Linked DNA regions of Mus musculus: region 2 is linked to region 1. The links are chromatin contacts, called in public Hi-C maps. All regions are on one chromosome and are shown on one strand. The core of a region is the stretch at or near the end of the contact, and the rest is flanking DNA. Distances in the headings are between cores, read along the strand shown. Region 1 has its middle 21 kb from the start of Vegfa. Region 2 overlaps Rsph9 (radial spoke head 9 homolog (Chlamydomonas)).

What was found. A called contact is a pair of places that touch in the nucleus more often than the background predicts.
Region 2: a contact with region 1 is called in a Hi-C map of liver, with 2.5 times the contacts expected there. The contact joins two enhancer-like sites. A contact is called at or near these places in 3 of 39 promoter capture datasets (the C10 cell line, embryonic stem cells and hippocampal neurons), 2 of 15 datasets of contacts at CTCF or cohesin (the NIH/3T3 cell line and large pre-B cells), 80 of 484 Hi-C or Micro-C datasets (the 3T3-L1 cell line, the AML12 cell line, B cells and 50 more), 11 of 115 datasets of contacts at active chromatin or transcription factors (the 230-238 cell line, acute myeloid leukemia, astrocytes and 7 more) and 5 of 9 other capture datasets (adipose tissue, embryonic stem cells, embryonic tail and 2 more).

What each region holds. Positions count from the first base shown.
Region 1 is chr17:46,051,857-46,054,737 of GRCm38.p6, forward strand. No RefSeq gene overlaps it. Among named protein-coding and RNA genes, the nearest start is that of Vegfa, 21 kb to the left of the region's middle. Within about 2 kb of position 1,610, at least 9 of the 459 cell types and tissues checked have an H3K27ac peak or open chromatin away from gene starts, as enhancers often do. A contact at or near this core is called in liver, where this site is marked.
Region 2 is chr17:46,130,190-46,133,060 of GRCm38.p6, forward strand. The region is part of intron 4 of Rsph9 (radial spoke head 9 homolog (Chlamydomonas)); the gene reads right to left. Among named protein-coding and RNA genes, the nearest start is that of Rsph9, 13 kb to the right of the region's middle. Within about 2 kb of position 1,307, at least 32 of the 459 cell types and tissues checked have an H3K27ac peak or open chromatin away from gene starts, as enhancers often do. A contact at or near this core is called in liver, where this site is marked.

The sequences.
Region 1 (2,881 bases), core at 360-2,859:
GAAAAGTGCGGGGACTCTTGCCTTTCTAAACCCCTTCTTCCCCAAACATGGCCATCCCCCCTGGCAAAATGAAAGATCCTCTCACTGTCCCCAGCACTCTCACAAAGGAGCAATCCTCTTCTTTGACAGATGCCCCTTCCCTTGTTACTGATGTTCGGTTTTGACCATGTCTAACGTGTCTAACAACTCCTTTGTGTCCCCCTCTACCATTCACTCCCCTGCCTCCCCAGTATCTTTGGAGAGCCTTCAGTGCTTCCAAAATGCTGTCTGTGCCCCAGCTCTCCTCCCCCAAACAACCCGGGGGGGGGGCACGGCTGGGGTGGGGGAGGGGTTGGGGAGTGGTATTGCCATCTGCATCTTCTCAGAAGTCAGCCTCCCCCACTTCCCATCTGAGTTGGGAGGGGGAAACTGCTGAGTCAGGATATTCCTGACACTCCCTCCCCTCCCCCAGGCAGGACCAAATGTCACACACCCTGCCTGAGTGACCAGCCTCACCACAGTGTCTAGTCTCAGCTCAGAGGCTGCTTTCCCCACACAGACCCCCCTCATATCCAAGAGGATGCTCAAGGAGGCGGGGCATGGGGGCCTGGCCTTCAAGACCTTGCTTGGACTCCTAGTGAGGTATCACACTACTTCCTGCCATTCCAATCTCCCTCCCTCATCCCTAGTTCCCTCTCCCCCAACCACCTCACTCAGAAAACCTGGTGTCACTGACCAGGAGAGAACTAGAAAGCTGGGGCAATCAGGACCAAACCCTGACTGAGAATCTACACATACACCTGTGTGGGGTACACCTCTGTAGTGCAATGTTTGGGGTACCTCCACTGTGCAGAGGGAAGCCTCAAGAAAGATGTGCAATCCCAAAGCAGCCTATTCTGACAAGAGAGCCTTCCCTCTCTTCAAGGTGCTCCTCATCTGCTGGGGGACACCACCTAGAAAGGGGAGGAGGCTGCTCTCTCACTGAGGGGGACACATAAAGCAGCTAGAACTCACCGTCTACAACAAAGCCCCTAGTGGTCCTGAAAGGGTGGACAAAGGCAGTGGATGGGAGTGTCTGAACTAGGTAAGGGAAGCCGTCCCAAAGCAGGGCTGATGGTCGGAGGCATGGGGCTATTCTGAAGGCCCAAGGCTGAGCAAAGAAGACAAGACCTGTGGACAGGCCAAGGTCAAAACCCCAAGGCAAGGCCTGCCTAGAGAATGGATAAGCCATGAACAGGGAGGAGAGGGTCCTGTTTCTTCCTGGTGACCATGTTGCTGTCCAAAGTGACAGCAGCCACAGAAGGCCTGTGCTGCTCAGTCCAAAGACCTCCTCCTCAACCAGCAGTGTGAGGCCTTGAGTAACCTGTGTGACTGAACAGGGTCTGTGATCAGCAGGCTCCCAAACTTGACCTAATGCCATCCATCAAGAGACCAACATTCTCATCTGCACTGGGACACCGACCCCAGAGCCTTTTCTATCTGTAGCTCTGTGGTCTGTTTCTCTCTAGAGAAGAAAGTTAAGAGTGAAGGAAAGAAACGGGAGAGCAAGAAGACAGCCTGACTCCCCACCCCCAGGTCACAGGGCGGTGACTGCCCGGAGCTCTGACTCCCTGCACACCCAGGTCCAGGGCCTGACCCTTGGCAGCCCACTCAGCCCACAAATGGCCTCCTCCCTTGGAGAGCCCAGCAGGGTGGTTTCACAACTGTGTGTGTTTGATGGAGCCTGTTCTTGGAAAGCCAGGGACGGGACAATTCAGTTCTGGGTGTTGGAGAGCCCTGGGCCCCTGGGGTCTGCAGTTGAACAATAAACAGGCATAAGTCTGCCTGGTATGTGCGTGGAGGGGCACAAGGTTAGCCAGTGTTGTAAGTCTGGGGTTGGAGGAGCAAGGCCCTCACTATGAGTTTACCACACAGCACAAGTCCTTCAGGGGGTATCACAGTCTGTTCCCGCTAGAGAGGCTGCAGCTGAAGCAAAAGGAAGATGCTAAGGACATTTAGCACAGCCAACTGAAAGAGCCCTTAGGGCAGGGCCACTCCATGGTCCATCACAGCATCTGGCTCCTCAATAGCATGTAGTACAGGTTAGGAACTACAGACCTGACACAGTATCCTTAGAGACAAGTGAGTTATCCTTCCAAAGCTAGGGTCTGACCAGGGAAGTATGGATCACAGGCAAGAGAGAAGCCCAGGCCAGACCTGGTGACACAGGCCTGTCAACTCAGGTACTCAGGAGGCTAAGGCAGGAAGATCAAAAGTTCAAGGCTTGCCTGAGCTATAGAGCAAATTCAAGGTCAGTCTAGATGACTTAGACCCTATCTCAAAATAAAAAGCATATTTTTAAAAAGGGGGCTGAGGTTGTAACTCCGTGGTAGAGCATTTGTCTAGCATAAGTAAGGCCCAATATGTAATCCCTAGTATATGAGAGGAGAGAGAGAGAGAGAGAGAGAGAGAGAGAGAGAGAGAGAGAGAGAGAATGTTATATCCTATGTACTCTGGATAATGAGGCATAAATTCTAGGCCTTTTTTTTTTTTTTGTTCCCTGCTGGTGTAGGTAAGAAAGATCTAAGGGCAGGGCTACCCCAGTGGCCCACCATAGAGCCTGGCTCTCCAATAGTGTGTCGGGATGATCAGCAAAGGAGAGGGGTCTAAGCAACGAGCAAGGAGGGACGGCCACCTACTGTTCAAGCTGATCCACAGAAAAAAGGCCCTGTCTCTCAGCCAGGACCAATGTCTCTCTGACATTCCATCTCGAACAGCCAAGCCTGGGTGCTCTTCACAGGAAAGGCCAGCCTGACCTGGGGCACTGAAGGCGGGGACTCAGAGGCAGTGATTTGACAGGTGTAGGTGAACGCTGGTTAATTAACTAGCAACTGAGGCCAAAACCTGCCTTTCTACACACCCC
Region 2 (2,871 bases), core at 57-2,556, 78 kb after region 1:
TGGTCACTCCACACCCAGCAGCCTCACGATTCAGTCAGTTTCCACCCTCCAGAGGCCACCCTGCATCAGAGAAGCCTATCCCCGTGTAGCTAGCTGCCTGCCCAGGTCAAAACCAGAGCTTTCTGGAAGCATGGAGGTCCTCTGCCCCTGGTCCTGACTGAGCCATGCACAGAACAATGGGGTGAAGGCCACACCATGGGCCTATCGCTTGCTCTAGGCCCCAGTGCCACCGCCAAGGAATCAAAACATCAAGTGAAACAGGCCCCGGTTGGTACGACACCTAGCCAACAGCTGTTCTTTGGGCACCTGAGAACCCTGGTGGCTTTCTTGGTCACAAGTCTCCAGGAAACATTGCTTGAGGGGAGACAAGGATAGAATGTTACAGAACAGTGTCCCAGGCCCTGTGTTTTATCCTTGGCAACAAAAAGACCCAGAAATATACAGTTCTCTAGCCTTAAGTCCCATTACTGGGGCCCAGAACATCATTTGGACAGCTTTCTACAGAGACCTAATCCCTCATTGCCCTTGGAGCCCACAGCTACACAGCCTCTGTGAGATAAGCAAGACCAAGCTCTGATTGCCCACCCAGGGAGGCTGGCTTGCAGCGTCCCTCACTCAGGCGCTAGCCTGGAGAAAACAGCCTAGGGTCTATCCCTAACCCCACTGTATCCAGATATCTATCGATTCAACCAACAGCATGGTGGCATGGGGCCCCTCAGACCAGCATGTCTGCTCACCTCTTACTTCGAGGAGATGGGAAGCAGAGGCTGAAATGAGTAGCCCAAGCCCAGCAACATGGGTAAACTGTGAGGAAGTTAAAAAAATACAAATACAGATGCCAGTGAGGGCGGGACCAAGCAAGCCAAAGGGTGCTGAGTTGCAGCATGCCAGGGGCCGGGCTCTCTGCCTTCCCGCGCAGCCCCGGCATCGTGTTCTTGTCCTCTCAACCTCCCTGGTTCAGTCAGCTCATCATCTGGGACACACACCATGTTCCATTCTCTCTCTCTCTCTCTCTCTCTCTCTCTCTCTCTCTCTCTCTCTCTGTGTGTGTGTGTGTGTGTGTGTGTGTGTGAGCAGACACACAGTGTGTACCTGACACCTTCACCTCCATCTCAACTGTAAATATGGAAAAACCAGGCCCAGACAACTGTGGTAGTAGCCCTTTGAAGGAATGATCCAGTGGATCAGTTCACAGCCCCAGGCCTCCTCAGACCTGGCTTCCTCTCCAGAGACCTGTACTGAGACTGGGGAGAAGATCCAGCCTGGAACTCAGCAGCTGAGCCTCTGCAGTTGGCAGGAGGTCTTCCTGGGTTTCCCAATGCCAGAGAGAGTAAGGGCCAGGCTCAGGTCAAACTGTCGAGGGAGCAGCAGGTATCCTACGTCTCAACCCCTAAAGGTCATCACACTAAGCAATGGCCGGGAAGGCCTGGGTAGATGGCTCAAAGCTAGATTTGATTCCCAGCACCTACGTGATGGCTAATAACCATCTAACACCAGCGCCATGGTGGCCTCCATAGGCACCAGGCATATGTGTAGTACACAGATATACATGCAAACAAAATACCCATACAGGTAAAATGAAATTTAAAAAAAAAAAAAAATGGGCTGGTCAGATGGCTCAGTGGGTAAGAGCACCCGACTGCTCTTCCGAAGGTCCGGAGTTCAAATCCCAGCAACCACATGGTGGCTCACAACCATCTGTAACAAGATCTGACGCCCTCTTTTGGAGTGTCTGGAGACAGCTACAGTGTACTTATATAATAAATAAATAAATCTTTAAAAAAAAATGGCTGTAAGTTCCTGAAAGCCACCATTCTCTTTACCACAAGGTAGAGTCAATCCTCTCAGAGTGGGGACAGAGAAAAAGGACACCCCTGGTGCAGCCTCCAATATAAGTAAACAATGGGGTAGGGGTAGGGTCCTCTGATCGCTTCTAAAAGACGTAGGAGCCATCTGCACGAACCCCCATAAAGCTGATGCCACACTGCCCATTCTCTTCAGGCTCCCTGTCCTCACTAACCACCAGCAGCTTTTAAAGGTCAATTTCTTGGCTGCAGGACTCTTGCTGCCCTCTGCTGCCCAAACTGGGCACTGCACTGAGTACTCTTTGTTGGGACCCCGGCCACCTGCTGCCTCTGCTGCCTACTCTGTGCGCACCCCCACCCCATCCTACCCTCCAACATCTTCCAGTATAACTTCTGTTTTTTCAGCTTCTCCTGGTTGCGCTCAAACCTTCCTGACTTAAGAGCGTTGTCTTTCTCATTCCAAGGGCACCAAAAGAACTTGGCACGCAGCAGCTGCTCCATGCTCTGCTGACAGAGCGGAAAGGTTAAGGAGTATTGAATGGCAGAGTCCAGGTGAGGAAGCTGGCTGCCCTGCGTACTGCCCCACCTGTCTTCCGGTGCAAGCCCGCAGCCAGGAAGTCTTAGCACTCATCAGGAGGAGGATCTTGCCAGGGATCCATCCCTACAAAACTTTCCATCCCAGGACATCACACAGCAGCTCACTGCCAAGATATTAGCCTCAGGCAATATCCCTCTCCATTCTGTTCTCTTCCACTCAGAGAGAAGCTGTGAGCTCTGGGCTTATCTCTGTGGGCACAGGGAACAGAGACCCCAGGACAAGGCCCACTTCACACCTGCTTAGAGGTGACCTGAGCCATCTTGAATGACTGCTTCAGACTCAGAAAGCAATGTTCCTCCCTAAGTAGAAAGAGCTAAAGATCTACAGACTCCACCCCTCTAGCCAGGCATGGTATCCAAGGGTTCTAGTCCTGACTCTGCACAGGTCATCACCACTGCATCTGCTAGGCAGGAGAGGCGCCCAGCGGCTCATTCAGCTCTCACTAGAAGAGTCTGGAAGGAAGCCAGA